Regions from separate parts of the Gossypium hirsutum genome. Here region 2 is linked to region 1. The links are chromatin contacts, called in public Hi-C maps. All regions are on one chromosome and are shown on one strand. The core of a region is the stretch at or near the end of the contact, and the rest is flanking DNA. Distances in the headings are between cores, read along the strand shown. Region 1 has its middle 42 kb from the start of LOC121214243. Region 2 has its middle 7.2 kb from the start of LOC107922558.

Region 1 (5,024 bases), core at 2,270-4,769:
TATATATTAAAATATTTTTATAAAAAAATAGCAATAAATTTTAATAATTTAACTTAAATTAATTAATCAAAATAAATTTGAAAGAGAATTTATATATGGTTTATACGCAATCACACTTAGACTTAACATTTAAAATTTCAATACCAACTTTTACTAATACAATTAAAATTTGAATCGCGAATCTTTAAGAATATATGAGAAAAGTTATTTTTCTTTGTATATACAAATTCTATTTAGTCTATTTGTACCAAAAATTATAAGTTGATGTAATTTATAATTCTTTAATGTTATAGTAATATTTTATAGTAAATTTTAGTAATAAATTTTTTGATTGTTTAAGATGGATTTTAGTAATACAATTTTGGTTTATTTTCAAATTAACCCCTAAATTATATTTTGATTTTTAAATTAGTATTTAAAGTATTTTTTCATTAAATGATACTAAACTGTCAAATTTATCTCCCTTTATTTCAAGGTCAAATAAATCATTTTCTATTCTCTTGAACAATCAACTATACTATTTGCTTAGATTTGCCCTCTAACAACTTACAAAAAAATGAAAGCTTCTGCAATGGTAGCATTAAAAACAAATATATATATACATATATAAAGAAAAATTGTAACTTACAAAAAAAAAGAATTTAAAGAAAAAGTAATTGATAAAAAAACCAAGCATAACTAATTAGTTATAAATTAAAAATCACCTAATTGGCTATGAAAAGAACATTTTAAAGTTAAATTAATTCATTAAAATTGTAAAATATAACCATTAAAAATTAAAACATAACTAACAAGCACCGCTTTATTTATTCCAAATAACCAAAGTGGATATGGATAGATATAAGCCATAAAAATATTGTTTTATTCATTATCCTATTGATAATATATTTATGCAACGTCATATATAAATAGATCAAAATATAGCACCAAGAAACATAATCTTAATAGCATGAGCTTTCATATCCTAACTCAATTCCTTGTTAAAATTTGTCACTAACTCAAGAAATATCAATGTACAATATTTCATACATGCACATTCCCTTATAGTAAATTAATGAAAATCATAGCTAACATTCTTTATGAAGAATTACAAAAACTAAAAAGCAAACTTGAAATAAAGAAGTTGACATCTACCAAACATTTTTATAAACTACAACTCTAATGGTTCAACTTTGGGCGTAGAGATATTGCCCTTCAACTATGTTGATTCTCTGCTCAATCACACTTTCCTTCTAAAACCTTTGAATCAAAGTGTCAAATGTCAACTTCAACACATTGAGGCAACACCATTTTAAGATAAACTCTTCTTCCTAACCCAAGTAAGGATACTTATATATATACAAATAAATATTGTAACATCTATCAAAATTAATAACATAAAATTTTAAAAAATGTAACAACGGACAAAATTAAAGGAAAAATTTTTATCAAGCATTTTATTATTTGTTTTTTTATACTAAAAAATGTAACTGTGGAAAAGAAATAAAGAGGATTTTGAAATATTTATTAATTAATTAAAAATATAACAAGTAGAAAAGGGAAAAATTAAAAAAAATGAATCAATGACAAAAATATAACAATAAATTCTACATTTATTATCAACAAATTAACAAATCATATCTACTTAATAAAAGAATGAATAAAAAGTATATATCATTCTTTATTCCAACAATCTTAAAATCATGTTATTATTTCTTTGTCATCATTTATGGTTTATAATATAAAATTATTATTCGAAACTATTGAACATATAATAAAAATTAAAAAAAAAACTTCTAAGAAGTTAACTAATTTTCTTGGGATGTAGAAAAAGTTGATGTTAGTACTAACAAAATATTGAAATAAAAAATTACATGCCTGTTATGGGATAATTAAGGATATAATAATATTATTCTAAAAAGAATATAATATACTATATTAGAGATATAATAAGATATACTGATATTAGGTAAAAATAATTTCATTTCTATTAGTTATTTAATAATTTTAAAAACAATTATAATTCTGATAAAAAAAAGCTATTATATAAAAATAAAAGATCCATTTTTGCCCTTAAATTTAAGTTTACATACTTATTTTACCCCTATTTATTGTATGAAGTTCCTTAGGAAGCAGATTTATATAATATGTGAAAATTATTATTTTTTAAAGAAAAAATGAAAGGTTTACTTTGTATTATATAAAAATAATTGCATTTTGATTAACGATTTAATAATAATTTAAATTTTATTATATTTAAAATTTCATAATGGCTTTATTAATAATAAAAGAGTATTGATAATTTACCCATTTTGTCCCATTAATTCTGTATAACTGCAAATTATTACAATACCACTATTTATTCCTAATACTTCCTTAGGAGCTGATTTTATAAAATATAAATATATATGAGTTAATTACCACTTACCTTTTCATTTCCGGGCTTCTATACGAGTCAAAGTAAATGATATCCAGTGCCGTTAGTTTTAAATAAATTAGTGGATAACAATTTCATTGTTTTTCAAAATATTTTTCCATAAATTTCAAACATTAAAAGAAATGTTAAAATTAGAAAAGGTCGTATCATGTTTAAGAAAAATTTGATCTTTCCTTTAAAATAAATTGAATTGCTTTTTACATGCAATTTAAACTATATTTCGTTAAGCATGACCGGTGGATGAAGGACCCCTTTGCATGCTGTTTAAACTATTAAAAATGCTTCATTGGCGGTGAGGAAACTCTTTTTTTATCTCATAATCATTTTAATTCAACCCATTAAATGCATATAAAGAGAATATCCGCATATTGGGTCATCGGCGTTCAACGCCTTGACGATGATGGTCACCGCAGCTGTTTTGAAGCGGTTTTCGATTTCTGAAAATCTTGAAATCACGTTTGAATAATAGAAAAAAAAAAGAAAGAAAAATTGCATATGGGCTTATCAACGATCTACGCCTCACCTGTGTGGCTCACCGCCACTATTTTACATACGTTTTGCGAAATCTAAAAGCCGTCCTCGACATTGCATTCACTGCCGGTGATGAATATATTATATATATGAAACCCTTTTTTTTTTAAATACGTAAAAAACAGTTATTAAAAAAATCGCATATGGGTCATCGCCATTCTATGCCTCACCAGTGACGAGCACCGGCCTACAGTTGAAGAAAAAATGGAACTTTTAAAATAATAAAGAAGAGAAAGATAAAAAAAAAACTTTTTTTAATAGTTTAATGTCATTAATAATTTCACCTTAAATTTTAAAATTTTCACTTGAATTTGATTTTTTTTAAAAATAAAAATTCTAAAATTTAAAATAAAAATATTAATTTAACATTAAACTATTAAAAAAGACATACAAATAATATAATATTATTGTTTAATACCATCCTTTTCTGTTTACTTAAATATTTGGCTGAAAAATTTTAGTGATAAAAGATAATGGTTGCGGCGGAAAAAGATGGGAACTATACCTGTCGAGGGGCGCCCGTAAGCCATAATCTTCATTGGGGTTTGCTGTTGGAGGAATTTTTTATTTTTGTCCTTTCGCTTTGCCTCTAGTGCAAATCCCCCTTTTGGTGGGATCCAGCTTAGGTTGTTTCCTTGTTTGGAATGACACTAATTACATTTGATATTTTTATATTACAAATCATGATTCATATACGAGATTCTAGGTATCTTTGGACCATTTCTCATCCTACATGTCCTTCTCTTACCTGAAAAAGGATCCATCTTGCTTATATTCCATTTCTTTTATGCCCTTGTGATCCAACAACAATGAATGTCCTTCGTTAGCCCCCTTTTTTTTTTCTTTTCTTTTCTTTGATGTATAAAGAAAGCCAAACCAGTAATATTTTGACCTTAAGGAGAATCGGAAGGGTTTATGAATTCCACATTATTTGAAACTTGTGAACATCTAAATGCTCGGTTCTTAACAATTATTTTGGCATATTATAGATTTTCTATGTTTTATAATTGAATTTTAATTAATTGATATGATTGTTGTTGCAGAAATTAAGAGAATGTGATACTTAAATAGAAAATATTTTTTACTTTAAAATTTGAAGTTATATTTAATTCACGTTGTATATTTTAAAAAAAATATTCAAACATATATCTAAAAATATTGGAAGTAAAATAACATACCCCCATTGAAATATTATCGAATCCGGCACTTAGTATGTGCACCTGGGGTCCATTAATTAAACAAGTTTTTTCAATTGGGTGTAGAATTTGTCGTGCTGAATTTAGCCCCACCACTTTCTCTAGGAATGATCCGTTGGTGGTAAGCCGCCCACTTTGTGCTTTACACCAGGCTATTAGTGGAAACAAATCTTAGTCTGCAAGCGATTTTGTGGGAATATGGCTTCATATGTGGAAGTGTGGAGGTACCATGGTATAGTAAATATGATAATATATTAAAGTAATCAAAACCCAACAATGCAGTCCACTTTGGTCAGCTTTTTGAGCTTAAGGATGCTCCCAGAAGCCAGAAAGGGTCTCCTATATAGACGCACCTGTTTCTGCCCCAAAAGATATGTTGATTTGTGTATGATTTGTCCCAAATAAACCACCTTTAATTGGTTCTTTGCTAATCGCGTTTCGGTGTTTTATTAATGGCTTTTGTCTCCATATATACCCTTATGTGCTTCTTTGAGTGGTGGTTTTATTTTCTTTAAAGCCAATCAATTGGCAAAGCAACTTATTCCTTGGAGAAAACTAAAGAAGAGAATGGTCCTTGGTAGATTCTGTGCGTGGGAAACCCAATTGATTCCTCGATTAAATATTTCAAAATTCAATCCATAGATTGAATGAAACATGTACACAGCGGGCCCCAATGGCATTGAATACAGAACATGGAAAACTTGGGGAAAGGGGGTGGGATGCGAAAAACATGTCATTTTACCTTTTTTTCTTTTTTATAACAGTATAATTTGTTTATCAATATTTTATTTATGTTAAAATTAAGTGACCCGAATTTTTATTTAAATAAAATATAGTAGTAAAATAAAATAAAAGTAAAATTCATATAAAACTATACTTTT
Region 2 (5,256 bases), core at 1,899-4,398, 75 kb before region 1:
AATCCCTTTTGGAACCATCATGGATTGCATGAAATAACTGGGTATCGAAAGCAGCACTGACTAAGCTAACGTAACTCTACCAGCTATTGACAATTGCCTGACATCTCAACAATGCAACTTGCTTCAGACCTTATCAACAGCAAACCTTAGGGGGCTGTTAATTACCCTCTGATGAAAAAGGGGCACTCCTAAATAAGTACCAAGATTTGTCACTATTTGAAAGCCAAGTATACCCCCGACACGTTCCTTCAAATCCTCATCGACCCCATTGGAGAAAAATAATTTTTTCTTCCCCACATTAATTTTGCGACCAGAAAAATCACAAAACTCCTCTAAGATAGTTTTAATCCTTCTAGCCTACCCAATATCTGCATGACCAAAAATAACCAAATCATTAGCAAAAAATAAATGGGATAACTCTAGAACAGATCGAGATGGATGAATGGGTCTCCATAAGCTAGAATTGATCGCTGGTTGAATACTATGCTTGAGTCACTCCATACAAAGGACAGAAAGATATGGTGATAAAGGAAACCCCTAACGAATTCCTCTTGTCAACCAAAAATTCTGTGTAGGAGCTCCATTCCACAATACATGTAAAGAAGAACTCGTGATAGCAGACATAATAACATTATGAATAAAATTAGGGATACCTGTAGCTTTTAAGGAAGCATCAATGAAGTCCCAATTAACTCTATCGTAGGCCTTCTTGAAATCAATTTTAATGGCCATCCATTTTCTGCTTTTACTTCTCATAGAGTGGATCACTTCTTGGGCAACAATAACATTGTTCGTAATGTTCCTACCTGCTATGAAACTAGCCTGCTCGAGAGCGATGATTTTTGGGAAACAAATCTAAAGAGATTTGCAATCACCTTCATAACCAATTTGTATAGTACCGTACATAAGCTAATAGGTCAGAAATGTGAAAATTCCCCAGGGGTAGATACTTTAAGGATGAGGATAATAAGAGTGTTATTCAGCTCTGGATCGATCGCTTGACCAACAAATACCTTTTGAACCCACTTACAAAAGGCTCCACCTACCACTTCCCACTAGCTCTAGAAGAATAGAGCATGAAAACCATCACTTCCCAATGATTTCATTAGGGACATTTCAAACAAAGTTATTTTAATTTCATCCACTAAGACCTCCTTACCTAGATGGAGAAGATCACTGTGATCTAGCCTTGGAAAATTGCTAATCGTTAGATTCATCATGCCAACAGATTGCTCCCCATACAATTTCTTAAAGAAACTAATTGCCTCTAACTATAGTTCAGCTTCTTCAAAAAGCCACTCATCGTTTTCATTCTTTAAGGCAAATATCTGATTATGTTTCCTTCTCTATAAGTCTATAGAAGAATGTGGTGTTACGATTCCCTAAGCACAACTAATCACATCTAACTTTCTGTTTCCATAATAACTCTTCATGATGGAGAACATCTTCCAACTCCTCTCTCACCTTTATCTCAAAATGCGCTAATCGATCAGAAGCTATGTTTTCCATCGCCTTTTGAATACCTGAAAGCTTCCATAAAAGTTTTTTTATGAACACCAATGTGTTCATATACAGGCTTGTTCTAGGATTTGACATTCGAAGTAAAATGATCGAGAAACTCCAAAATATTCCCATTAGAATCCCATTTATTTTTAATGAAATCTAAAAAATTCAGGTGTTCAACCCAACCAGCCAAAAATCTAAAAGGTCGACCTTTGGGCGTAAAACTATATGGATTTAAAGAGAGGGAGAGTGGCCTGTGGTCCAATTTCAACTTCGAAAGGCGAGTAATCGTGTAGTTTAGAAAAGCATTAATCCAAGAACTATTTCCAATTGCTCTATCAAGACGTTCAAAAACCCTTCATCTATGCCAAGTAAAAGAGGGTCTTTTAAAACCCAAATTCTAAAGTTCACCAGATTCCATTAAGTCACCAAAAAGAGGGCACCTTTTCCCACAAGCTCTTCCACCAATTTTATCGGTAGAGGATAACAAAGCATTAAAGTCCTCGATGGCAATCCAAGGAACATTACCTACTAGAATAGTCAATTTTAGCCCTTCCCAAAGCTTCTTACGCTTTTGGCCGACAAGACTACCATAAACAAATGCGATGTAAAGAAATTGAGTAGGCACACATCCGGAAACCCGAGTAAGTACAAAATGGGAATGATTATGAACTATCTATACTCGAATAGATTCTCTCCAACCAATCCAAATCCTTCCAGAAAAACCCATAGCTTCCACCTGGTGTGAATACTGAAAACCCAACTTAGTTATGATTTTATATGCTTTAACCCCACTAACACGTTTTCAAATAAACCGACAATATCAGGCTTGAACTCCAAGTTGTACTCCTGAAATATTCGAGGAAACTTGACACTGACACAACCTTGACAATTTCAAGTGAAAATTGACAAATTCATAATTTAAATCAAAGGGAAGAAGACTAACCTTTCACTTACTGGGTAAACCCGAATCCTTGACCTGTGTACCCTCTCAACCCGTAGAGTCCTTGCACAAGTCATTTTCAATCCGAGTGCTTATTAATTCCACCATGGACTTCATCGAATCTGCCAGCGGAACTCTCAAAGCACCCACGACCTTAAATTGATCTCCTCGTTCTTTAAAGATCTTATTTAGCCTTTTTCCATTCCAACTAACCTCATTTTTTTCTGCTAGAGCCACGTCCTTTTATCCCATGTTTAAGCTGAATACCTCCTGCAAAATTATCACATCCTGATTTAAAAATATAATTAATATTATGGTCACCATTTTCCTTGAACGTGATTGCAGTATGTTTCTTCGGGTCGAAAACACCTGGACTTAAAATAACTGCTTTTATAGGATAGAAACATGAGATTGAACCTGCAGGGAAATCATTAGTAAGGTAATTGAAATTATTATTGTTCATTTTTGGCGCGGGTTCCCCCGGACTAATTTCAACAGGCATGAAAATTTCCAAACGAGCATTATTTTTGTTGGGATTTAATATCAAGCCCAGTCGTAGGAAGCTTGCTCATATTAACCCTTGTTTCTGGATTAAAGGGTAGCCCATGAACAATCAGCCCATCAACCTGGATTGGCTTTTTACCCAACGCCTTGTCCATAATATTGGATCCCGAATCCATAGGCCCCTTCCCGCTATCAGGTGAAGGCCCACTTTGACTATTCAAAATATGGGCAGTTTCTGCAGCTGCTGGGCTGCAACCATCCCCTTCACCCCAGGCTTGTTTTCTTGGTTTTCTTGATTTTTACCCAACGCAATCTATAATCCCCCATAAATCTCCTTCAAACCAGCCACTGTAGATTTAGGGAAGTTTTTCATTGCTTAAAAAAAGTATTTCTGACTTCAAAAGTTTTTTTTGAAGAAAAATTACACAGAATAAGTTGCTTTTAGCTAAAATTTTTAGTTTTTCAGAAGTACTTTTAAAAAGCAATTCTGAAAAGGAGAAGTTAAAAATTTTAACTTTTCCTCTCTCAAAAGCACTTTTGGTGCTTAATTACTTTTTCACCCCTCCAATAACATAGTACTTTTCTTTTTTTTTCTTGGTGTTTAATTACAAATGTGTTAAAATCATTAATTGAAAATAAAAAAATATTTTTTAAAATACTAATTACAAATATTTAATGGTTATATTTAAATATTTAAAATATAGTTTGTATATTCTAATTAAATTTTATAAATAATTAATATTTATTACTTAAAAATATTTAAAATATATATTTCATATATTAAAATATTAACAACAAGTTATAATAATTTTTTTATATTCTTACTAAAATATAATAATATTAAATAATTTAAATATTATTTAAATACATATTTATTACTTGATAATAACATGTCTAAAATGGACATTTTATTTCTCAAAAGCACTTTTTGACAGCAATGCTAAACATTTAAATTTTAAACTAAACTTTTCAAAAACACTTCTCAAAAACGCTTTCCCACAACAGTTTTCCACAGCACTTTTTAAAAATACTTTTAAAAAGAATTGCCAAAGTAGCCCTTACTCATATCTTCTTCATTTTCATCAGGCCTAATTAGCATCGCAAATCTCAACCCTGGCATCGCTTTCCCTTGTTTCTTCAAACTTTGATTTTGAGAATCCCTAATATTTCGCCACGATTTCCTTTGAACCTGCATCCACGGACCGAAGACCGCTGGTTCATTCGACTGATCTTCATTCGAACTCGATGGACCCACCGCTGGCTCCTTCTCCTCTCTTTGACCCCGGCTTCCGATTAATAGAGGGCACAAATCCTTCGTGTATCCATATTTGCCACAGTTAATACAAATTAAAGGTAAGGCTTCATATTCGACCTTTTGGATTTCTCTATTGACCCGAACCTAGGAAACCAGAGGTTTGTCAATGTTAACAGATAATGCTAAACAGGCAAATTGTCCCCTAAATCTACTAATAGTATTAAGATCTACTTTTTCCACTCTCCCAACCAATCCCCCTATTTTTAGAATGATCTTTCTCTTGTACAGATGTCCAGGAAGGCCAGACAATCTGATCCAAGCCAACACCATGCTCGGGTACGGTTGAAGTGGGTTGAAGTCAATCATCTATGGCTGAATGGTCAAGTACTGACCATATACGATCCATGGACCCTGAGAGAGTACTTTGTCAAAATCTTCCACACTCTGGAATTTTACTAAAAAGTACCCATTTTCAATGTCCATGAGCCGAAACGGTCTGGATGGCTTCCACAAACTGCTAACTTGATTGTATAGAACCGCATAACCTATATTCCATCCTAGCAATTTAACCACCACCATGAGTTCCATATCCTTAACCAATATCTGTTGGATATGATCAGAGAAATTAATCGACAAAATCCCATCGATGGTTGACTTCAAAACATCACCCTCTAAGAATTCCAGATCCTCATTTTCTTCAAATACAGCCAAGTCTGATTCCTTTTCCCAATCAATGCTGCCTTTCCCTAGGACCATGTCCCTCCAAGACGTAGAAACAAGTGGAACCCGATCCACTACCCTGTCAGAATCAGACTCTCCGTCACCACCTTTATCTTTGAAGCGCACCTTTTTGGTATTACGATCTTTAGCAGGAAAATGTGCTACATCTCCTTCCATTGTATCCATAATCTCAAGTTTCTAATAGACTGAAGGTGATCATGTTGCAGTATGCAATGGTATTTAATGGACTAAATTTTTAAAAATACAAGTATTGGCATTTTACTAATTAAAGCTCTATTTTGGTTGAACTTCATCCCATGATGATGATATA

The links. Hi-C and Micro-C count contacts between places; a contact is called where the count stands out from the background.
Region 2: a Hi-C map of leaf shows a contact between it and region 1, with 2.1 times the contacts expected there. The contact joins two enhancer-like sites. A contact is called at or near these places in 5 of 34 Hi-C or Micro-C datasets (leaf, petal and seedling).

The regions. Positions count from the first base shown.
Region 1 is chrD01:50,282,571-50,287,594 of Gossypium_hirsutum_v2.1, reverse strand. No RefSeq gene overlaps it. Among protein-coding and RNA genes, the nearest start is that of LOC121214243, 42 kb to the right of the region's middle. Within about 2 kb of position 3,519, at least 9 of the 9 cell types and tissues checked have an H3K27ac peak or open chromatin away from gene starts, as enhancers often do. A contact at or near this core is called in leaf, where this site is marked.
Region 2 is chrD01:50,357,458-50,362,713 of Gossypium_hirsutum_v2.1, reverse strand. No RefSeq gene overlaps it. Among protein-coding and RNA genes, the nearest start is that of LOC107922558, 7.2 kb to the right of the region's middle. Within about 2 kb of position 3,148, at least 8 of the 9 cell types and tissues checked have an H3K27ac peak or open chromatin away from gene starts, as enhancers often do. A contact at or near this core is called in leaf, where this site is marked.